Regions from separate parts of the Mus musculus genome. Here regions 1 and 3 are each linked to region 2. A link is a contact called in public Hi-C data. All regions are on one chromosome and are shown on one strand. Each heading gives the region's core, a stretch centred on a gene start, on an enhancer-like site or on the middle of the called end of the contact. The rest is flanking DNA. Distances are from core to core; before and after follow the strand shown.

Region 1 (4,742 bases), core at 519-3,018, 360 kb after region 2:
TTTTTGCACGGGTATTTTTCTTGCCAAAAATGTAAGAAACTCTTATGGAACTTTAGTCAATAATACCCTACAAACTTGATTTAATATATCTACCTCTTCATAGAAGAACATTCTTTATATTCTATGGAGGAATTCTCATTAATATGGCTATTGAGTCAAGTACAAAGTCAGCATAGAATTCCCTAATAGCCTTCAGAAATAGAATAATTTAATTCTACAAAGGTTCCAGTCTGCTTAGCTTCCTTCTTTTCCAAAGTAAAGAGGTGAAGTCAGTCCAAAATGCCTTCACGTTCTCATTTCCAGTTTATAATAAACTTATTTGCACAAAATGTTGCTCTTTCCCCTTAAGCCTTTTTATTAGTTAGACATCATTTTTATAGCTGCTGATGCAAATAGCAAGGAATATTGAATGAACTACATTAAACACAGTGAATGTTTGATGAGATTTTTCTCTTGTGCTCCTCTCTACAGACATTAATGTTCCACTAGAGTTATGGAGTGATTTGTTTAAAAAAAAAAAAAGGAATAATATGGCTGAATTAGATCCTAGACATTTTACATAAATAATCTTCCTAATTTATTGTTTTTAAAATATAATATGCACATGCTTTATTTTATCAGTTAAAAATGAAAAAACTCTAAAGCACAAAGAAAAAAATTATGCCAAAAATTGTATAGACAATTTCTAAAGTAAAATTCAAGAATTCCTGTAGCCATACTTCCCTTGTTAGTTTTCTACCAAACAGTCTGGGAGAATTTAAATAGATACCTTCTAAATATCGTGAGAAAGGGGGATGATAGAAACTTTTATATGAGGAGTCAGAAGCACTGGTCAAGTCATGTAGAAGAAAAATGTGATGTAGGGAACTGTTGGTGTTAGGGGCAAGATGAAAGTTGTAGGGATGGAGAAAGGGAGGGAGAGAGTGTGAGAGATAAAGGAAGAAGAGAGAAGAGTTGGAGAAGGAAAGAAAGAGGGAGGAGGAAGGGAAGGAGGGAGGGAGGTGATAAAGGATAAAGGAAGGAGAGATGGAGAAGGGAAGAGAGAGGGAAGGAGGGAGAGGGGGAAGGAGGGAAGGAGGGAGGGAGGGAGGGGTGAAGGATAAAGGAGGACGAGATGGAGAATGGAAGGGAGAGGGAAGGAGGGAGGGAGGGAAGGAGGGAAGAATAAGGGAGGAAGAGATGGAGAAGGGAAGATAGAGAGGGAGGGGTGAAGGATAAAGGAGGAAGAGATGGAGAAGGGGAGGGAGAGGAAGGAAGGGAGGGAGGGTGAGAGGTCCCTGTGTGGGGACTGAAGCTGGATTCAGAGTAACCAGGGAACCAAGAAAGTGAAGAGGGAAGAAAGCATATTTGGGAGCTGCTCAAGATCTACAGAGAGCAAAGCTATCTAACAAAGGAAGACTTGTAAAATGAACTTCAGAAAGTCCCTTTTTACTGTGTTTTAAAAGCTGAAACGGTACTTTGATTTTTCTAAGTTGCAACTTCCTTTAATGCACTTTACTTTGAGTCTGGGCTTTGTGGGCTCTTAATTTATGTTATAATGAAAGATCTGTGTGGTTGCTAAAATGAAGGTTCCATTCTAGCAGTTCCTGCATAAGTCCTCCTGTCTTCCTGACTCTTTTCTGTTTACAACATAACAAGGCCATAGAAAAATATAAAATGCTACCTTAGATTCCATCCAGATGTCAACAGTTCTGCACCATAGGCAGTGAGGCAAATATTGAATGACCACTCAGCATTGCAGCTAAAGGGAAGAATCCAGAATCTCACACTGAGTTAAGCAATGCCATTTAGGCAACTGAAAGTGAAAGTAAGAATGTCAGCTCCTCTGGACTACTTGGATGCATCCACGTCTGAAACACAGGTTTCTCTCCTTCCCTTAACACCACCTTCAGACATCTATCCCTGCAGAGTTACTCCTATTTCTAAATTTTCAGATGCTTATCATTTATTAATTTTTTAAAATAAAAATCCCTTCACTTTGCTCATCTATCCCCTTAATGGACACCTGCTTTGAACTAACTTGCCTCATATACTCTTACCCTACTCCCATGCTGCAGGACAAGGTGGTAATGTCCTGTGTTTACCTACAGAATATAAAAATGACAACAGATCTTTGAGTCTCTCCCTACCACCAGACTACCTCCTACATTACCTCAGGGAAACTGTCAGTGCCTCAGCTGAGGAAGCTGTGTCCTATTTTAAAGCTAGAATTATAAAATAGCTATGAAGAGCTTCCTTCTCTTCAAATCAAACTGTCTCCCTGGACTGGAGTCTGAAATTCGAACAGAGGTATGCAGTTGAAAAGCAAAATGTAGACAGTTAAATGTCCTCATCAAATTAAGAACTACATGATGATGAGAAATATTTGGGTCAGATATATTCTTGCTGTTGAATGATCTCGTTCATTGTGTCAAAGAGCAAATTGTATAATCTCCCTCCTCCCCATCTTTGGAAGCTACCACAGGGTACTAGTAAGTCAACTCTTATATAACACACATACACACACACACACAGAGCGAGAGAGGGAGAGAGAGAGAGAGAGAGAGAGAGAGAGAGAAGAGAGAGAGAGAGAGAGAGAAGAGAGAGAGAGGGAGAGAATGTCAATAAATTAACAGTCATGAAAAAGCTGCATAGTTAGCAGAAGATGGCCTAGTCAGCCATCACTGGGAAGAGAGGCCCCTTGTTATTGCAAACTTTATATGCCCCAGTACAGAGGAATGCCAGGGCCAAGAAGCAGGAGTGGGTGGGTAGGGGAACAGGGCAGGGGGGAAGGTATAGGGAACGTTCAGGATAGCATTTGAAATGAATATAAAGAAAATATCTAATAAAAAGAAAGAAATATATAAGCTATGGAAATCCACTTCCCCTTTTTATTGAAAATATTTTTTTCTCATATACTATGTGCTCATTCGTTTCTCCTCCCTCTACCCCTCCTAATTTCTTCTACTCCCTTCACCTCTACTCCCTTTCTGTCTCTCATTATAAAAGAACAGGCTTATTAGACATGACAACAAAACATAACAAAATAAAGTATAATAAGACAAAAGTCATTTTTTCTTTTCTTTTATTGATATTTTATTTATTTACATTTTAAATGTTATCTCCTTTCCTGATTTCCCCTGGAAGCCCCCTCATACCATTCCCCCTCCCCCTGCTTCTATGAAGGTGTTCCTCCACCCACTCACCCATTCCAGCCTTCCTGCCCTGGCATTCCCCTACACTGGGGCATCAAGCCTTCACAGGACCAAGGGCCTCTCCTCCCATTGGTGCCCAACAAGGCAATCCTATGCTACATATGTGGTTAATACAACCAATATTAATTGCTCATTGAAAAATACTCAAAATATATATCCAACCAATTTAGGACAGATAATTACTTAGACATTTGATATGTCTCAGGAGGATAATATAAGTTAAAGCTTTCTATACTACTTTTAGAGCCATAACTGGTTCAATATGCAAATTTAAAATGCTAAATTTATATTTAAACATATCTTATAGAAGAAAAAAATATAAAAATATCTTTGAGAGTTTCATATGTCACAATAAAATATAAACACAATTTATATTGATTTCAGAACAGGCAAAGCTCACTAACTTTACTGTAACAAGAAATCCAACTATGTTTAAAGCTATAATTGGCTTCATTTATTTGATGGTTTTTAAGGTGTTTAGCTCAGAAGCACCATTAAAACTAATTTTTCTTGAAGCACTCTTCCCATAAGTTGTTTGAGAATTTTCCAGTTGTCAAAAGTGAAAACCAGGTTTTACGGAAGTCCAGTAGTGTTGCCCATGAGAAGTTTGAGCAATGCCTTTCCTGCCTGTCCCATGTGATAGTCCTACTCAAACATAGTCATTGGGCAGATGAATACTATTATCAATATTGGGGAGCTGAGTTTTAAAATATTTATACACCTCCCCTCCCATTCTCCCCTGTATTCTCCTTTCTTTTCTTCATGTAGTAAGTGGTGCTCTATTAGAAGTTCAGTCCTAGTACAAATATCATAAACTTATGACTATCACAGAGACACCTATTCTTATAGCCATTTGTCTTGGAATTTTTGACTACACACTGATGCAAGAAATTACAAATACTCAAAAATAGAAGGCATTTAGCAGTGTTATTCTTGTATGTGAATAAATCAACAGTGCACAGAAACACATTTAGGAAGGATACATGGTTTTATAATAATTATGTGAATCACAGTTACCTTCACTCATGAAGAAACACTTGAAGGTTCAGTAAATGGCACCAATAAAACTGGTGATCTATTTGGAAATGGACATTAATAATGCACCTATACCATATTTTATGATGGAAATATCTACAAGAGCCAGAGTTGTTCAGCGTTTGCTACTGATAAAAGTATCAACTCAAAACATACCTCTGTGATAGGAACGTGTGCCGGAAATCCTCATTCCGAGGATTCACTGCCAGTTGAATTGATGCCATCTCTTCTCTCATAATACTAACATTTAGTTTACTTCAAATTCATCAGTAGTGTTACTGAAGGACCCATAGAGAGTCACTTCTATTTAATATAAATAAAATCCCAATACAATGAAACATTTGTGTGTGTGTGTGTGTGTGTGTGTGTGTGTGTGTGTGTGTGTGTGATTGTGCCATCCTATAGTCACTTAATAAATCTTTGTAAAGAGAAAAGAAAAGGTAGAGAGAGGGGAAGTGAGGGAAGAAAGGGGAAGGGAAAAGGAAGGGGAGAATAAAATGAGTTTTCTATCAA
Region 2 (4,474 bases), core at 128-2,627:
TTAGAGGGTATTTGGGACTTCCAAATTTCAGTGCAAGTCACGATGACTTCATTCTAGCTTATATAATAAAATTATTAAATCTTTTAGAATAAAAAGGTTGTAACAGTGATAGATAGGTCCATAAATGAATGATGCCAGGTATGATGGCACTCCTGTAGAAGATAGAATTGAGAGATTCATGCGAACCTGAGTTCAAGCCTACCCTGTGCTACATAGCAAATTCAAGGCCAGCTTCGCCTATCTACATAAGATACTATCAGTCTTCAATAACTAAGGGCTGTGGATATAGCTCAGTGGTAGAGGCCACAGAAGCTCAAGGATCTGGGTTGGATTCCTAGCATTAAACAAGAAAAGGGATGTTATTATTTGCATTACAGCAAGTGTATTAAATTAGCAGCAAAGAAAAGTACTCATCCTAAAAACTACTTGTCCACATGTTATTGATTATTTTGGAAAGCTCTGGCTTCTTTCTATCTCCCAAATAACACAGTGATTTGTTGCTTTACTAAGCAGAGGTCAAATTAATGTGAATAGGATTTCATGCCTTACAGTGATATTTACTTATCGACTATTCTTTCTCCAACTTCCTTCTGTGCATTGTGAAAGAAATGTAAAAAAAAAAAAAAAAAAAAAAAAAAAAAGACTAAAGGAATACACTGAACTCTAAAGAAAGAACAAAAATCAATTGGTTCTACTTGCTTTTCCACCGTAATGTCTTATTTATTTGCCTTCCACCAAAGGAATGTGTATATTAGAATCTCCATCCCCATGCTGGTGTTGACTCACTTGTATGTCTGTTTTTCTTCTGCCAGACTGGGTGAAATGCTGTTATAAGGAAGGGAAACACTTAGGTTGTATTGATGGAAACTGGATTTTGCAGAGAAAATGAAAGATATACTGTTCCAAATGAGAGACTTGTGACCCTTACTGTATTGCTAACAGCTCCTTTGCCAGTGAAGATTGTAGAGATATCAGATAGTCCATTTTGCCTTTTCACAATGACTCTCAATGGTAAAGGAGTGCGCTGGAATTTTTTTTAAGCTGATATCCTAACTTAAAGGAAATAAACAGTCAACAATAAAAGAAAAGTGATCTGTCATCATGACAGAACCCTATTTGGAAAGTAAGGTCTATGTACGTACGTGCGTTCGTGCGTGCATGCGTGCACGCGCGCGCGTGTGTGTGTGGGTGTATGTGTGTGTGGGTGTTAATTTGTTGAAATGACCCACAGTCTTGTATAGGCTTTCATACTGCACCTTACAAACAGTCCTATTGCTTCTGGAGTCTTCTGACTCCTGGAATCCTGCCCTCTGTTTCAGCTGACAGAAAATGCATTGTTAAAGTTTTATCCCCCAGATGGCAGCACTGCATTCTGTGTTTAGAAGGTTCTGGTCTAGTTAGTGTTTGTGAGAAAGGCGATGTAGGCGATGCAGGCTATGCAGACTTGTCTCTGACACATCTAATGTTATGGTTCTTTTTTGTGGAGGACATATACCCCAGTTCTAACGAAACAAGACTTGTGTAATCAGAGACAAATAATCCATACTACAGTGAACAGAACAGCAGTCTACTGCTACTCATAGAGCAAGGCCTCTAATTAACAGCAATGAATCCAGGGATTTGAAGTGAGCGAATATAATTCTCGGAGTTCTTTTAAAAGATCAGAGAAAGAAATGACCTCTGTTTTTAATTTTTATTTTTAGATGCAATTTTATAGGACTTTGAAAATATTTCCAAAGTGGAAGAATATTCAGTAACTGTTGACAAATTATTTTCTATAAGATACAAATGAAATGAACTGCAGACGATGGATAATAATAGGGGTGCTAAGGGTTGCTTCTGAGACACATAAAAATGAACAGCGTAGTTTCCTGGTGTGAGCATGAAGAGAAACCAGTGAGGAGATCACATCACTGCCTATGAAGCAAATCTAGCAGAACCATTTAGACTAAAACACCATCTACTTAGGTGAATGATGGTCAAAGAAATTGGAATGACACCTTAAATCTCCCCTACATGCCAGACAAACTATAGATTTAATATACTAATACACAAATGTATATTATTTACATGGAGGGATTAATTGTTTTTAATGAAATCAATGTACTGGAAGTAAAAAGAGGAAAATAAAGATTTTCATGGAAATATGAAAGATTTTGTTCTGACAGGTTTTAGAATACATACAGTTTCATGCTCTGAGAAACTCTTTATTTTCCAGTCTAATAAAATCTTTTCTTTCCTTGTCCCATTTTCACATCTGGAAAGAAAAATGATTCATATCATAGAGACATTTTAATTCAAAATGCAGAGTTTGGGTTATTTTATTTGATCTGATGTTGACAAATAGGCTGGCCACTTGTGCACAGGTAGACATATGAGTACTCCATTGTGATATAAAATATGTATTCTTCTACAGTTATTGTTATAGCACTGCCACCAACCAGTTCCGTTAAAATGTGTCTATGCACTATGACCCATAGGTCCTTACTGCTTGGGAGACAAAGACAATTAAGAAGTACTTGATTTCAGTGAGTGAATACTATTGTTGTCAAGATCAACTGAATTGACAATTGGCAACAGAATTTGTTAAAGGTAGAATGGGAATGACAGTAGGCTCTGAAGTCAAGGACATAGGATGAAAGTCATGACACTAGTTCCTAATATTTCTGTGGTTTTAAGCAGATCTTTCTGTGTGTCTTTGCAAAATAGATGGTGTGGTGGTTTAAAAGAAAACAAACCCCATGGGGCCCATAGGGTGTGGCACTATTAGAAGGAGTAGCCTTGTTGGGACAGGTGTGGCCTTGTTAGAGGAACAACTAGGGGTGGGATTTGAGATTTCAGAAGATCAAACTATGTCCAGTGTCATTCTCATTCTGCTGCTGCCAATCTGGAATAGAACTCTTAGCTACTTCTCTAGCACCATGTCTGCCTGCATGCTACCATGCCATGACAATAAAAGGTTAAATCCCTGAGCTGTAAGCCAGCCCCAGTGAAATGTTTTTCTTTATAAGAGTTATCATGGTCATGGTGTTTCTTCACAGCAATAGGTAGATAGGAACAGGAATATGTACCTATAGATTCTTTAAAAATATAATCAGCTTCATGAGAGAAGTTCTTGGCATATTGCAGATTCATTAAGGCATAACAAAGCAAAACAGTGAAAATACTAGGACTCAGAAATGGAAAAATTCAATAAAAGAAGAAACACTGGAGATAGCCTTTAAAAATCCCTTTTAAAGTTTATCAATGATGTATAAAGGAAGGTAGATAGAAAGGGCACTTTGAACTCACAAAACAACACATCAAATTTTAAGGACGGAGGCAGGATCTCACTGTACTTGCAAACAGAGTCAAAACATAAGAGAATGTAGGTCCAGATATCTATGTAAATGGAATTTCTACTGGGCTAATAAGGAGATATAACTTAATAGGAAAATATGGGAACTCACTGGATATATTTTCCTCACAGGGTGGATAGTGAGATTTATGTTGTAAACGTAGCACTCTGGTAGCTCTAGGAGAGAAAAATCGAGTGAAGGGGGAACTAGAGACAGGGAGATTAAAGACGAGAAGGAAAACACAATGCAGAACAATGGGGGTAATTGATCATTGCTCAAAAATGATCAGTTGGCTTGCCAACCAACTTTAAAATTGTATTATATACATAAAATGCTTTTCAAAGGCCTATAAATTTTTACTTATGTTTCCTATCTGCATACAGAATCTCATTTCATCTTCGTACAAATAAAGAATTTCAGACAGTTTAAAACTTCACTACAAAATTAGCCCCATTAATCCATAAGTTCTCTCCCCATTTTTCTGAATACCCTAAATGCAAGCATAGAGGAAATCTCCCTTTCTTATAACTGCATCAGATGTCGAGGACCATAAACTCCTGAAGGTTTACGTGGGGAACAGTCCAGTTAGTTCTTAATGACCTGCCTCTCATCAATGCGAAAACTGGCCAGTCCTACATTAAGTCAAACTATTTGAACTTCGTTCTTCTCCCTTCCATTTATCAAAGTCAGGGAGAGGTCTTTGGTTAACTAAAAGCCCTTGAAAATGACAAAAACAAAAATGTGTTTTCTAACAGGAAAAAAAAATTGCTCAGTAGTTAGGATAGCAACTCTTTCCCCCAATTGCTGTCGTGGAAGAGCACCTTGGCTTATTGAACTGACACACTAAAATCGGACCTCGTCAAGCTTAATTAGAATAACCTTAATTATGAGTCCGTGGAGAAAAGGCAACAAAAGACTTTGATTTAAGATCCATTATCAGAACTTTCCTAAATCCCAGAAGCACCAGTCAAAGGATATATTTCTTTTTAAAAATATTTTTATTACTTGAAACTTGCACACATGAATAAAATACATCTTGTGCATCCCCAACCCCAGCACAAACTTCCTGACTCTTCACATGAACCCTACCTACACATCTTTCCTCCTTCATGTCCAATCACAATCTATTCCTGTGT
Region 3 (4,885 bases), core at 2,213-4,712, 310 kb after region 2:
TGACTCATTTTTGTTTTTATTCTTTAGCTGCTGTTGATTTATCCATTGTTCTTTCACCATTATATTATGAAATATATTGAGGAGTAGGTACTCTAAAGCTTCTAGTGGGCTATATAATTACTATGATTATCAACACAATTCATAAATGACAAAATGCACGTGAATGTATATGTGTTCCTACAACCACTGAGAGTTACCCAATCCCTGTAATGCCTCTATTGTACAAGTACTGTTTACAATAATGGTTGTAGATAAAAATTGAAACTCATAGGAATCAAAGAATAAAGACAAATATAAATCAAAGGAAATTAAAATGCTTATTATTTTCTAATCAACATTGATTGCCACATTTTTATAGAACACAATGGAATTGAGATGCAGATCTGTTTAGCCCTAATCATATCTGTGATTAAATATTCTAGAAAAATCATTTGCTAAAGATGTACTATATTTTAAATAACTGCATCTAGATACTACATCAAAATGTAGCTTGCAATTTTTACTTTGATATCATTTCAAACTTCCAAGAAATCTGTTAGATAAACACTTCTGCAGTCAAGTGGGGAAGAATAAAGTTCTAGGGAAGCTACAGGATTTATCCAAAATAACTTGTACTAGAGCAAGGGTCTGATTCTTATAATCCCCGAAATGTACCTATCTATGAATACTCACTCTTTTCCAAACATTTACTATTGTAAAAACCTAGTCATATGATTACATTTACTCTACTCTACCCATTTTAAGACTGATTACAAAGCTACTTAAGCTATATTGGAAGGAAATCATACCAATGACAAAGTAGATTTTTCCTTTGGGGGAAGAACTAGCTGTGCATATAGATTGTAATTATACAAATCAGCCCTACTGTTGTATATGCACAGTGTCTGAACTTGACCCTCGTCAGTATTTAGTCCTTTATTACAGTAGTTAACTATGAAGCAAATTACAAAACAAACACTTTGTACAAATGAGAACAGACACATTTTGTTTCCAGAGGTAGGAGTATTTACCTGCTTACAAATTACCCTCTGAGAAACACCATGTGTCATTATAATTTTGACTGTCTTCAACACGATACTTGTAGCATTTTTATCTCTCAGAAGGATTTTGCACCGAGAAACTGAACATATTGTGTGGTTGAGTCCCTAAGGCTTGGAGTGCCACACAGCTGTGCAAAGATCTTCTCTTCAAGTGACTTGACAAAGTAGAAAGGTTTCTTTTGGCCCTTGTACAAGTCAGGAGGCGAGTCATTTTCAGCTCAATTCCCACCAGCTGAGTTGAGCAATCTGTCTTGGTCCTCTTAAGGAATATTTGAATATCTAACGCTCAGTGGAAATTGGGCAGGGGGACTCTGATACATAGAAAGCAAAATATTCAATCAAATACTGCACTGAAATTTTAGGTGATTCTGATAGAGGAAGAAAGTGACTCTGTTACTTGTAGTGACACCAAAGACCTAATGTGAATCAAACAGGGGATTCTAACGCCTTCTGGAATCTTCTGACAGCATATCAGCAAAGCCAACCATGTGACTAGGCAGAGGTAACATCAGAACTGCCAGTTTCTCAAGCAAGGAAGACGTCCAAGGAGCCATATGCCACGGAAAATATGTCTCTCATAATTTGGCTTCTGAAATTAGTGGTTACTTCCCAGCAAAAAGAAACAGTAAAACGCTTATCATCTCCTACTAAAACTTTTGTGTTAGATACACTAATTCACTGACTGTCTATAGGGTTAAGTTGCTACATATAGATATTTTTAAAACATCTTAAGACAGAAGAAAATGAGAATTCTAAACTTCAGAAGCAGATAATCACACTAAAATACAGCAGACAGTTTTGTGATATGTACTCTGGCCCTAAGCCCTCTCACGTTTTTTCAAGGTCTTATTTACTGAATAGTAAAACCAGGTGCAAGAAAAGGTACTGAAAATTTCTCACAAACAGGAATGACATAAATATGTGTGGGCTCCAGGACCTGTTTGCATGTTAACAGGGACCAAGAAACCTTAAGTCAAAATAATGACACTCCAGGGAATTCCCTTCAGGCGCCAGTGAGCAGGAGGAAGAAGAATATTTCAGGGCACTGGTCCCTGTTTAGCATCTGAGAAAGCATATCACATGAGCGGTGATGACTCCAGCTATGTGCAAGAATGATTTTCAAATTAGAACTATGTTGGTTCAAACAAATTTTTTTTGTCTCAACTGTAGTTAGGCAAAATATGAATGGCATTATATCGTCTTCTTGTATAGATTATAGTCATATATTCTTTCTCAATAAATATAAATTATGTGAACATGTATTCTTGCTCTCCTTTAAAAAAAAAGAAAGAAAATGGAGATTCCAGGGGAGTCTGTATTACTTGCTAGTTTGCAAGAGTTTCAGGAATTAGAATTAATGTTGGAAGCTGACAGACTAGTATGTTCACATACACATGCCTGACACAACACGAGTATTATAATTAAAGATAAACTAGAGTGATAGTCACTGAAAAATGTTGTAAGTATGAGATATAGAGAAAAGCAGATGCAGGGCATAGCAATGAGACTATGGTGAAGTAGCAGATAATTATGAGGCAGACCTGTGGTTCAGGTAGTTGGGAGGTGGGGGCAAAAAGATTATAAATTCAAGGCATGCTTAGCAAACGTACCTAGACCGGATCTCAAAATTTAAAAACAAATAATGGAAAGGGCTGGAGATACAGTCTGGTGTTACAGCACCTGTCTGGCATTTTACAGGCTGAGGTTTAATTCCCAAGGCTGAGGAAAAACCAACAACACAACAAAATGAGATAGAAAGGAAAATAATAAAAAAGGAAATAATAAAGGTATCCCAGATATTTTCCTATTGTTAGGTAGGAAAAAATCTATTCTAATAATATTTAAAGCTGTTTCTTGATTAAATTAAAAAAAAAAGTAGGTGGAAAATTTCTTTTTATTGACCCAAGTACCTTACAGACAGCTCACTGCCAAGTAGCTTCCAGAAGAGGAAGAACACAGACACATGGAGAGTATTTTTTATGCATATTCTAATTTCTGTCTTAGGGCCAAGCCTAGGGAATCTCAAAATAAGTTAACCATGGGTTATAATTTTGTTTGACACTAACTATTAATAGAATCTGTATAACAAAATTGGGGGCCAAGTAGTAGATGTAGAATTCAAAGTAGCAAAACAACAAAATCATTGATAAATATAAGGTAGGAATATATTGTTAAGCAGGATAAATGGAAAGTCAGAGCTCCTTAGAAGGCTTCATTCTCTACTTTCTGAGATCTTACTTCCAACATGGTCTACCCTTCACAATTTAAACATGATTAGAATTGGTAGTGTTTTAAATGTGAATAAATGTCAGTGAAGCTCTGGATAAAGTGACAGAAGTGTTGGTTTAGTTTCTCCAAAGAGCACAAGAATTGTGACAAGATGCTTCAACAGAACTAGGAAAATTGTATGCAGACAGACAATAAGATCCATCAGGGCACTTTGCACGCTAAGATGGGCGTCTCCAGTGTGCCTCTGCACAAACCTGAGATTCAGAGTAACCTTTAGGCCTCTGCTAAATGATGTTCTAGTTGGGTAACACAATTATTGCCAATGGTGGTCTTCTGTTGCTCATGCTGGACTCTTAAGGGAATAATAAGATTGGTTTGAGACATATGAATCAAAGGATTTCTGAAGGCTAATGAAACCGAAGGTAGCTGAGAAGGGAGATGGTAGTTCTGGCACCAGCTGCTTGTTTCAAGTCCAGAAGTGTCTGTCTCCTGTCTCTGCACTTATTACAATTGAATTTGGCAAAGCAGCAGCACTTAATGCTGGCTTGTTTTTTTTTTTTTTTTTCTGGTGGAAAGATGTCCCTTTAACAAATAATGAGTGAGGGTCTTGGGGTCATAGAAAACTCATACTTTGAACATATAACTTCCTTTATACATTCCAGCCTTGGATCTGTTGCTTCTCACTCTTATCCAGTCTTGCTACAAAGTCCTGAACAAATCTGAGTACATACAGTTGTCCAAAGCAACGCCATTAAGAGTAATACCTAAACAAGATTTTCTATATAAACACAAGTTTAAAAACAAAACAAAACAAAAAAGCAGCAATAAACCCCCCCAATATCCAGTCTGAAGTCTGTAGGATTCTGAGGACAGATGAAAAGAAGCATAGACAAAGGAAGAACCTATGATCACAGTCAAAACAAAGCCAAATAGACTCACAAAGGTGGAAGCATTAAACATTATGAGGTGCCCGCACTGTCTGTGTGATATACAAAGTCCTCATAAAGCATGGGAAATGATCACTTCCCTTCCCCACTGCCAAAAGAGTGCCAAGCTGATTTAGTTCCCTATAACCCATTCAGCTTGATTAGTTTCTGATAAATGTTCCAGGATACTCTGTAGGTTGCTTATTACAACAGATGAATCTTAAAATATCAGTCTCGAAATCTAACATCTCTGCTGCAATTAGCTATCAGTCAAAGGTATTGATTGAGCTTCTCTTGAGTAGAGTACAGCTTTGTTTCACAGTGTCATGGAGCAGAGATATAGAGGTTGTCTGAGTTCTGACTGACATTAGATATAATCTCTATCATTTCAGGTCCTAACCTATACATCATAGACATCACCTGTGCAATCCACCGTCTATATTCTGCCTTCAACAAATTACTGTCTAGGGGAAATGGAGGCTTCTTGTGAAAGTCAATGAGCCAGTTTTGAGATCCATCCCTTTTCTGATTGATGGAAACTAATAGAAATATCTATTCTAACTACGTGTGAAATTTGAGCTTTATTGAATTTACAAATAGCTAATGATTTGTGATTCAAGGAATGTAATGATTCTTGAAAATTAGCTGCATCTTTTATATAATGATTTCTAAATTCTCCCTATACAACTA

What was found. Hi-C and Micro-C count contacts between places; a contact is called where the count stands out from the background.
Region 1: a Hi-C map of the N1E-115 cell line shows a contact between it and region 2, with 4 times the contacts expected there. The contact joins two enhancer-like sites. A contact is called at or near these places in 7 of 484 Hi-C or Micro-C datasets (the N1E-115 cell line, cerebellar granule neurons, cerebral cortex and 1 more) and 1 of 115 datasets of contacts at active chromatin or transcription factors (neural progenitor cells).
Region 3: a contact with region 2 is called in a Hi-C map of the N1E-115 cell line, with 5 times the contacts expected there. The contact joins two enhancer-like sites. A contact is called at or near these places in 2 of 484 Hi-C or Micro-C datasets (the N1E-115 cell line and cerebral cortex) and 1 of 115 datasets of contacts at active chromatin or transcription factors (neural progenitor cells).

Annotation. Positions count from the first base shown.
Region 1 is chr10:109,134,352-109,139,093 of GRCm38.p6, reverse strand. No RefSeq gene overlaps it. Among named protein-coding and RNA genes, the nearest start is that of Syt1, 130 kb to the right of the region's middle. Within about 2 kb of position 1,768, at least 52 of the 459 cell types and tissues checked have an H3K27ac peak or open chromatin away from gene starts, as enhancers often do. A contact at or near this core is called in the N1E-115 cell line, where this site is marked.
Region 2 is chr10:109,493,239-109,497,712 of GRCm38.p6, reverse strand. No RefSeq gene overlaps it. Among named protein-coding and RNA genes, the nearest start is that of Gm40757, 100 kb to the left of the region's middle. Within about 2 kb of position 1,377, at least 13 of the 459 cell types and tissues checked have an H3K27ac peak or open chromatin away from gene starts, as enhancers often do. A contact at or near this core is called in the N1E-115 cell line, where this site is marked.
Region 3 is chr10:109,185,633-109,190,517 of GRCm38.p6, reverse strand. No RefSeq gene overlaps it. Among named protein-coding and RNA genes, the nearest start is that of Syt1, 180 kb to the right of the region's middle. Within about 2 kb of position 3,462, at least 11 of the 459 cell types and tissues checked have an H3K27ac peak or open chromatin away from gene starts, as enhancers often do. A contact at or near this core is called in the N1E-115 cell line, where this site is marked.